2 separate regions of the Sus scrofa genome follow, and region 1 is linked to region 2. A link is a contact called in public HiChIP or PLAC-seq data. All regions are on one chromosome and are shown on one strand. The core of a region is the stretch at or near the end of the contact, and the rest is flanking DNA. Distances in the headings are between cores, read along the strand shown. Region 1 holds the start of DAB2 (disabled homolog 2). Region 2 overlaps DAB2 (disabled homolog 2).

What was found. HiChIP or PLAC-seq counts read pairs in DNA pulled down with a chosen protein or histone mark.
Region 1: a contact with region 2 is called in an H3K27ac HiChIP or PLAC-seq map of alveolar macrophages. The contact joins the promoter of DAB2 here to the enhancer-like site in region 2. A contact is called at or near these places in 4 of 47 Hi-C or Micro-C datasets (embryonic fibroblasts, liver, mesenteric adipose tissue and 1 more) and 2 of 2 datasets of contacts at active chromatin or transcription factors (alveolar macrophages and skeletal muscle).

The regions. Positions count from the first base shown.
Region 1 is chr16:24,775,123-24,780,050 of Sscrofa11.1, reverse strand. DAB2 (disabled homolog 2) reads left to right here and starts at 3,114. Exons shown (of 16, transcript XM_021076650.1): 1 at 3,114-3,465. The region is part of intron 2 of LOC102163534 (a long non-coding RNA gene); the gene reads right to left.
Region 2 is chr16:24,695,517-24,700,786 of Sscrofa11.1, reverse strand. All of the region lies in intron 2 of DAB2 (disabled homolog 2), which reads left to right. Among named protein-coding and RNA genes, the nearest start is that of DAB2, 79 kb to the left of the region's middle. Within about 2 kb of position 2,641, at least 4 of the 83 cell types and tissues checked have an H3K27ac peak or open chromatin away from gene starts, as enhancers often do. A contact at or near this core is called in alveolar macrophages, where this site is marked.

The DNA of each region.
Region 1 (4,928 bases), core at 1,865-4,364, 79 kb before region 2:
AGTAGTCTAGAGAAAAACATCTAGTTCTCTTCCTGACTCACAGATAGGGGAGGAGCTTGTGCATCATGGATACTGGGGGGTGGAGGAGGGGAGGCTTGAGCATTTCTGGATCCAGCAAAAAAGCAAGAGTGGCACTGATCATTGTCAGGTCAGGTTTCCACCTTCTCACAGGCAACACCAAGGTGCAGTTACCCATTCATGTGCTTAATAAGCGCCAGAGTTGAAGTCAATGATAGTTTAGAAGACAAGCTCAGGCTCCATCCCCTTCCTAACTGGGTGATGGCAGCAAAACCACTTAATCCCTCTAAGTCTCTGTGTCCTTACTTTAAAGCAAAAAATGATACCAGTCCTGACCTCAGAGAGTTTCTGCGAAGATTCAGTAAGCCAGTGATGTGGGGGTTCATGTTTTATGCTCTGAGAGCATCACGATGAATGCCCCCAGCTGTTGTTTGGGATCCACTACCATATATTTCCACAAGCCACTCCCAGCCAATGACCAAGCAAGGTCATTGCAGGTACCAGTGCAGGTCATTTGAGATATGAGACCTTTCCCCCACGAAAAGATCACTTTGGTTCAAGAGTCACGTTGGCTTGGCAGAATAATTCTTGGAATTGCACTACTGCTGAAGACCTTCCTAACGGATCTCCCATCCTCCCTGGCTTTTCCACAGGTGTCAGAACATCACTGTGGTAGGAAGATGACTGCCACTTTCTGCTGTTTCCTCACCTTTTATCCTTTACAGGTTTTTCACCCTCAAGAATCCTTTTTCTTTTTTCCTAACCTTAGTGTATGCACACAAACACTGTTGGTAAAAACCAGCATGTAGTATGCATAGATACACATACCTGAACAGCTATCTCTGGTATATAGTACATGCTTTATAGATGGCATTTTTTATTATTAACAAATAGAGTCATAGGTAGCAGAAACATGAATACTTTGGAGAATTCAGAGACAGAAAAAGGCATTTCAAACCAAGACATTCAGAAAGACTTCATAGGTGAGATAGACTTAGAGGTAGCTAGAAGAATCTCTAAAGTGAGGTTTATTGAAAACTGGGGACAGGTAATTTGAGCTGGGAAAATAATAAAAGTAGAAATACCAGGGCTGGGGAATGGAGATGCTTCTAGATTGGCTGGAGTATAGGATGCATGTGCTGTTGTCACACTCATGTCAGTATGGAAATGTAGACTGAGGCAAAACTGTGGAGTGGATTTTATATTAGTCAGTTTTGCTGGTGTACCAAGCAAATCCCAAATCTCAGTGGCTTACAGAAACAGACATCTGTTTCCCATTTGTGTTCCATGTTGGTAGCTGTGGATCAGCTGCTATGGCTCTTCTATCATGTGTCCTCTCATCTTATTCTTCGAGTCAGACTGAAGGATCTGCTTCCACTTGGGAAACCTGGTTTCCCAAGGCAAAGGACTGGCAGAAACATATGATGATTTTTGAAGCTCTCTCCAGAGACAAGACATATATCTGCTCATATTCTGTTGGCCAAAATAAAGCCTATGGCCAAGCCTGACATCCATGGGCAAAGGATACCCCTTCAATCCAGGAGGCACTAAAAGTCACATTGCCTTGGATAAAGATATATAATCCTCTCTCAGGAAAGAGGCCTAAGTAGTTTCTAACAATAAATAAACCTACTATAGGTGAGAAATTATTCCGCTGACCAACTGTAATATCTTTTAGTAGGCCAGTGACATCATCAGGGTTGCCTTTGGGTATGAGATGAATCTGGAATGGGGGGGGGGTGGAGAAAAGAATAAAACTGCATAGGTCCAGGCAGGAGACAATGACAGGCAGGCTAAAGTCGTGACAACTGGCCCTCTCTTTTGGGACCCAACTCTCCAGTCTTTATTCTGAGACCTACACAAGCAAGTGGAGGGGAAAATCACCTATTAGGGTGAGGAACAATGAAATCACTTTATGTAAGTATCTGGATATTGAGGAAAACAGGACCAGTTCTCAGGTTAGGCTCAGAAAACTATGAGAGAGAAGGTGATTTTATATTCCGACTCTACTCTCTTCCTTGAACCTATCTCCTCATGGACCTCACGATTTCCATCCTTGTTGGCCAAATGCTAGCTCACAGTGCTCTCATTTTGTCCCAGAGAGGCCCAGGTCTCCCCACCTATTGTCTCCCCAAAACCCTCCCTTCAACACCCACTGCCTCTGGCTTGAGCCTTCTGCCTCAACCTACCTTCTTCAAAGAAGCACTTCCCAATCACCAATGTCATCCCCATCATCAGGGCGTGGTTAGTTAACTGGCTAACTGTTCCCGCTAAAAACACTGTTCACTATAATGTTACTTTACTATCTTGAAATATTTAGATTTTGAATGAATGTCTCAGGGAGTTCCCTGGTGGCCTTTCAGGTTAAGGATCTGGCATTATCACTGCTATAACTTAAGACACTGCTATGGTGTGGTTTTGATCCCTGGCCCAGGAACTTCTGCATGCCATAGGACGTGGCCAAAATAATAATAACAATGATAAATGAATGTCTCAGATGGAGAATACCTTCGTATCCAAAAAGCAGTCTCTTACATAAGCCAGTTGAGGGAGATGTTCTTAAGCAAGGAAAACAATTAGGAGTAGGTCTTAAACCCAAGCCATGCAGGCAAGTTCTCAGTGTGTTAGCCCCCATCTCAGCCACTTCCTAACAGAGTATGTGAAGTGTGTCCTATGCTGTTTCCTGGTCTGCACAGATGATACCAAACACCATTCTCTTATCCTAGAAATACATTTTAATGAGAGTAGCACATTCAGAGCCAGAGACCAGTGCCTGAACATTCCAGAACCTATAATGATCATGCTGCGTGCTACAAAACTTCTGATGGTGTCAGTTCCCTTGCTGTAATACTCTCATACCCACTGACAAACTTTCTAAGTCATTGTTTTTGATGGGAATAGAAAGGCAGAGAAAAAGGTGACTCTGGACCAGCACTGGGTTGGTAGATAACAGTATATCTGGCCTCAGCTTGAGATGCAAGATGTCTTTCACCCACCAGAGCATCAGCGCCCTGGATTGAGGCAATTTTTTTTTTTTTTAACTCAGTGATTCTAACATCTGCCTCTTGGGTGAATAAATAACCCAGCACCTTCCTTCCAGTGGCATCAGGTCACACAGTAATCTTCATCACACCATCTTCCACAGGCACAGAGAGGCAGAGGCCTCCTACGGCCACAGCACCCAGATTTTCTGCTCTAAATAAGCCGTGCATCCAGTTGGACCTGAAAATATATTGCCTGCAGCCAGTTGCTCCTGAGCCACTGCTGAAGTCGTGCAACAATTATCAATCCAGCAAGGCTAAAAGACAAGTCACCTGGAGGCCTGGTTACTCTGTGGCTTGGCAGCTCTACCACCACATCGGTGCCACTCTGCCTTGGACTCTGTGGGACTTTTGGCATCAGATTCCCTTCCACGGAAGGAAGAGACAGTCACTGCTTCTACCACAGGTGAGTTAAAAGGCATCTGTTTTTGAATAAATTTCGCCCAGTTTGCATGGAGGGAGGCAAGATCGAGAAAGCTGAGCTGAGCTGAGAGAGGCTGGGATGCTTGGGCTGACTTGGCAGATGACAGGTTTTGTTACAGATTTCTAAAATAATGTTGCTTTAAGAACAGAAAGAAAGCCCAGCCAAGAAACATCAACAGTAAGTTTTCCTTCTTTTTCCCCCCGAAGATATGCTGAAGCCAGGTTTAATTTTATGTCAGGAAAGAATTCCCTCCTGAGACTTTCCTGGCTACGGTTCAGTTGAGGATAATGTTTTCCAGCCATGCTTCCAGAGCCCCTCAAAGACTGAAGGGAAAACGGCAAATAGGCACGAAGCCTCACTTTGAAGCAGCAGGGGGAGCTGTTATGATAAAGAAACTGGGTGGTTTCTTCTTGGTCGGAGGTTATTTCAGAAATTCAGGCAACGTTCTCTACATTTTATTTTCAGCACCGGGGAGTACCTAAAGAATAAAATATTTACAGATGCTAGCAGATTTTATACCTCTGACTTTAATGCAAAGACTTCATGTTATATTTTACATCAAAAGGGAAGAAGTTGCTAGCATCTGCAATGCGTGACTATGCCGTGATTACTTCCATCAGCATGTAATAAAGCATAGCTCATTCGATATATTGCAATTCCAAAGTCCCTGATGGAAGTGGATGTTTAATGTTGGACTTCCAGGGCATAAAAAAGAGCCATTGTTACAACCTCACAAAAATTTACCTACCCTCACCACATAAGGCATCTCAGTTCTGCCCAGTAATTATTTCTGTCCAGTAATTTTGGTTTTCAAATTGCTTGAGCCCATTTAAAAACTGAGAGAGAGAAAGGTAGGGAGGCCAGACTCACTACTTATCTTTAGAAACAGCCTTTCTTCCATTTCTTATTGGGTTGTTTTGAAGTCCTACTTACAAACGCACAATGTGACTTCGCACAGAGTTAAGAATTAGATGACTATGTTATTTGTTGCTATATGTATTATACTATGCTACTTGCTACTATATGTTACTATGAAAATGTTAATGCATTTTAGCTAATTCTCATGGCCACCTACCTCTGATGACTTGGTTCCTTCTAGCATCAACAGAATCCTTATGCATAAAACCTTCTGAGGCTAAAATTTGACAATTATCAGTGTTTCTTGTACACATTTCTGTGATTGTTGCTTATACATTATTGTCGAGGATGCCCCAGGAGTAGAAAAAAATAGCTTCCAAGGAGAATTGGCTAAAGGGAATGCTAAAGTTCAGGGAAGCCGAGTCCCAGAGAAGAAGGAGATAAGGGGGGAATTGGCTGAAACATAGAGGATTCAAGAGAAGAAGCAAATTTCACTGAGGAAGTTGAAAAATCAGAGACCTCTCCAAATAGGTGTATGGCTAATGCAATACCTTAAAGACTAATATTATATCGTCCAAGGAATTCCA
Region 2 (5,270 bases), core at 1,392-3,891:
GTTCATATTGTGGCTCAGTGGGTCAAGAACCTGACTAGTATCCATGAGGATGTGTGTTCGATCCCTAGCCTCACTCAGTGAGTTAAGGATCTGACGTTGCCATGAGCTGTGATATAAGTCACAAATGCAGCTGGGATCCTGTGTTGCTGTGGCTGTGGTGTAGGCCGGCAGCTGTAGCTCCAATTCAACCCCCAGCCTGGGAACTTCCATATACTGTGGGTATGGCCATAAAAAATAAATAAATAAATAAATAAAAATGAAGCCTTCTTCATGGGATTCTCATGGATCAAAAAAGTTAACATCTTTGCAGAACCTGGAACTGTGTCTTACACAAGGTCAATACCATGTGGTATTAGCTATTGTTATTTTTACTGTTACAGGCAAATAGAGAAACAATGGAAGCTAGAGACATCACTAGGGTATGTGGGTCACTCCTATGACAGGAGATGATGTAAGCCTTAATGACAAATCACAGGGTGGTACATGGCACAAGGTAGATGATTAATAAACATATGTGGAATGGATAATTAATATGTGAAAGTCCCAAGATCTAAAGCAAAACTGTATGTGTATGAGAATAGCAAAGAAGATGAAAGCAAACTAAGATGGCCAAGACTTGGAAGGAAACAGTGCCGGACTTGTCAAAAAAAAAAGAAAAAAAAAATTACTGACCTGAGTCACTCACTATTTTGAAGACTTGTACTTTAAGTAATTTTTCTTTTCTTCTACTCCAGGCTCAGTGATTTGATGTATTTAAGATGTCTCAATAGTAATGCAAAATGACATTGTAATTCACTGGATAATTTTGGTACAATAGCAAATAAGGAAATGTGACTACTCTGTCTTGGTCTTATCTTTTTCCTGTAGTAATATACCAGCTATTTTGGGATGGTTGAATATTGTCTTTCCTTCCCATACACTCCCTTTCCTAAAACACTTTTGGAGGTTTTGTTTGTCAAAAGAAGTCTACTCTAACTACTTCATTCACAGCGTGCATTCTACAGGCTTCTGATGACAACAGTTCCCTCTTGTACTCTAAAATAATTGTGTCCTAGAACTAGTACCAAGAAGGCTTTGCTGTGTAAAACTTAGCATTCTCAGGTTCCTATCTGGTCGTTACCATGGCTTGGCCAAGTCAAAAATGAAGGGAATGGCATAACTCTCTAGGATCAGTTGAGAATATCCATTCTACTACGTTAGGTCTCTGTCCACTAGCCAGTGGTATAGGGGTTACAGTCTTCAGGTTATCAGCATGAACTCAAGTGAGTTAGAAAGAATGATGAAGGAATGGGTAGTCATGATGTTGGCGGTACCCAGTATCTCCAGGACTCAGATGTGATACAGAAAATGCAAGTGGTTTAATTGTAGATTAAATTAAATACAGATTTAATTGGCATGTGGTGTCTGGATCATCTACAGGGCAGCCTAGTGGATTTCAGTCAAATAAGTCAGGAAGCAGAGACTGGATAGGAGCAGCTCAACAGCTCTAGATGAGAACTGACTGAAGCTTTCAGAAGTTTCTGCTGTCTTTTCTCCTAGGACCACTGACCCATCCCAGCTCAATCTTATTATTCCTGGCCAGCTTTTTGGGTTTAGGGGGTCTCTGTCTATTCTAAAGTGATCCCCTTACATCTGTATCTTTCGGCAGGCACGTTTTCTTGAAAAAGCATGGGGGATTGGCAAGAGAAATAAACATTTGAGGAAAAAAAGCTTGTGTCACAGATTTTGCCACTCCTGCTCTACTTCAGCTAAGCAATATTGTAAGGAAGGTCAACAGTCATGAAACAAAATTTATTTTAATGTTATGTGTGTGTGTGTGTGTGTGTGTGTATAGTTTGGAGTTTTTGATCAAGAGTAAAAATAACAATGGATGAAATTCTAAAAATTGGATGTCACTATTTTGAACGTCAAATGAACACAGGTCAGGAGTTCTCTTGTGGCTCAGTGGACTAAGGATCTGGCATTGTCACTGCGGTAGCTCTGGTTACAGCTATGGGATGAGTTCTATTCCTGGCCCGGGGAACTGCCACATGCCATGGCTGAGTGCCCCCTCCCCCCTCAAAAAAAAAAAAAGAATTAGAAAAAAATGAATGCAGGTCAGAAAGTCTCTGAATGAGAAAGTTTGGGGTCTGATTTGGCTCAAGTCTGTGGTTCACTATCCTGGCTACACATTAGTATTGACCGGAGGGCTTTTACGAAATTTATACCTCAGATAGGCTAAGTCAGAATCTGGGAGAGGAACCCCCAACACTGGCACTGCTAAGTATATCCCAAGTGATTCAATAGGCATTCAGAATGGAAAACCACTGGCAAAAATTATCCTGATTGGTTGGTTCCCTTGACCAGAGGTTCCCAAACACGGCTGGTTTTTTTGTTGTTGAGTTTTTTTGTTTTGTTTTGTTTTGTCTTTTTAGAACTGCGCTTGTGGCATATGGAGATTCCAGGCTAGGGGATGAATCGAGGCTGTAGCCACTGGCCTACATCACAGCTCATGGCAACGCCAGATCCTTAACCCACTGAGCAAGGCCAGGAATGGAATCTGTGTCCTCATGGATGCTAGTCAGATTCATTTCCACTAAGCCATGACAGGAACTCCAAAACATGACTGTTTAAATGCTGTTGAAAACAGATTCCTAAGCACAGGGGATGAATCAGGATGAGTCTTTAAGGGTAGAGTCAGTGCAGGAGGGTGTTGGTGGTGAGCTGGTGTGGCAATAAGGAACAGAAATCTGTATTTTAAGAGTAAGTTATGGGAACTCATTTCATTTTACCATCCAAACTCTTAGGAACAATCTGATGCTTCATGTTTTGGTTTGCTAAAATAAGTAATTACTGGGTCAGACCACTTGGTTCAGATGGCTCAGTCTTACTGAGAATATTACCTTGACTTTGCTTGATGCTAAACAAGTTTAATTTTCCAGATGCTCTTCTCTGTCAGATTTTTCACAAGATAGGACTGCTTTGATAAAGACTGCTTTTATAAATAGGTGTGTTGGGATTTTGGAATTCCTTGCTCCATAAGCTCTGTGAATGTTCATGCCATGTGCTATGGTGAACCAGAAAGAAAACTAAACTAAAAAGATACCGGTTTTTAAAAGCTGAGCCTTATTAGTGATCCCGACTATAAGTGACCACCATACCTTTCTAGTCTCTTCTCGTGGACTAACTCTTCTGAAGGTTTCCCATTAGCAAGCGTTAAAGATCACCCTGCTCTCCCAAAGGACAGCCAGTGCTGGAGTGTCATTCCCTGACACCCAGCTGGAGCAGAAGGCTGACTTCCTGATTCCCGAATGTGTCTACTTCCACTGGCCAGCAATATTGTATTCTTTGTGGTTTCCCAGGCCTCTCAGTTTACTCTTCCTCTCTAATGGAAAAAGTAGAAAGCCACCCTCTCTGCATTTCTCTCCAATCCTTCTGTGGCCAAGCACACTTCTGTTTCATGGGGGAGGCTTATCCACTGGCAAAAAAGTCCACTTCCCACTCACCATTGACTTACTTTACCTGATGTATTTTAAACTCTGGGATGGGGCGTTCCCATCGTGGTCCAGCGGCAACAAATCTGACTAGGATCTATGAGGATGCAGGTTTGATCCCTGGCCTCACTCAGTGGGTTAAGAATCTGGTGTTGCCATGAGCTGTCGTGTAGATTGCAGAGGCAGCTCGAATCTAACATTGCTGTGACTGTGGTGTAGGCTGGCGCTTACAGCTCTGATTTGACCCCTAGCCTGGGAACCTCCATATGCCTCGGGGCGGCCCTAAAAAAAAAAAAACAAAAAACAACTCTGGGATCTGGGTGCTAACCCACACTGCCTTGTTTTGTTCTGAGGCTTTCTCAGAAGAAATTACAGCTATGAGTCCACCTAGTACTGCTGAGAGGAAAAAATCTGCAAGGGCTGGGCAGACAGTAGGTGTTCTATAAACACATTTCCACAAATACCTTTGACTTGACCTCCATCTTATCAAATAACAACAGACCTTGTGGCAGACAGTCCTGAGGCCATAAATTCAAGAAAGACTTCCGTCTCTTAACCCAGTGGAATAAAAGTTTTGTTTATCCCAGAAAACTTTTCTAGTTCTAAATGTATAAACTTTCTCTTAGAAGATTGGGTCTAGATTAGTGATGAAGGCTGCATGCATTGATCAGAAGCCCTTGGAAATAGCTCAACTTTACACTTCCATCAACCACTGAAATAACCATAGTCAACCACTGAATATAACAGTAGTCAAAAAAGAAATGTCAGTAAATAGAACTTTTCAGGGAAATTTGAGATCCGAGTGAGTAAGATCAAAGGGAAGAAGATATTGAATACTGACTTCTAAGAACTCAGTTTATGCATAGAGAGCAGATACACGAAAATGAGGAAGTGGATGAGGGAATCATTGCATCTTAAAATCATCCTATCTTAAAAGCATTTTACAGTGCATCCACCATAGGGTGAAGCAAAATAAAACAAAACAAAAATACTAAGGAACTTTAAACATTGAGTTATTTCCATAAAAGCTACTACAGTCTTTGTAGGAAAATAAGACAAACACCATGAAAGATGAAATGAAAATACAATGTAGTACTTGACTAGATTCTGAGAAATTGGAGCTGAGAGCAAACGTGGTCATAGTTCAGAGGATTTTTTGAGTAGGGCATTGTCTTGAACCAAATAGGATGCAGCTGAGCCTTCAAAGATCAGTAAGATTTCAAAATAAGGATCTGATTATACCAAGAAACATAATTAAATGACTATTACAATCCTCATAATCTTACACTTACAAAAATAAACAATAATAAAGAATTTGTTTATTCATATGTAGGTGTTTTGAATTACTTTGTCTTCATACAGTACATGTAGGCTGGGTCTGGAAGCTCTCTCAGATTTCATGCACCTGAGAGAATCTTGGATGATTCTACTGACACTATAGTTGATCCAAAGACCAAGCCTAACTCTAGTTAAAGCCTTCTGAATCTGTATATCAAGTCATGCAAAAAAACTGGTCTCATTACTTGATATTGACCCCCGCTTGATCCCCACTCATTCACCAAGCTGGATTCCAAACGATGAGAAAAACTGAATCTATTCTCAAAGGCAGATGTTTTACCACTAATGAGACTATTCAAAAAAATATATAAAATAAAATAACATACTGCAGGTTACAGCGATAATTGCAAAGAAAGGGATTCCAAAATGGTTTCAGGCTGTGGCATCACCACCAAAATGAATCCATCTTTTTAATGATTAGAACGTGAAGCAAATACCCCTCACTTTTTTTTTAAGATA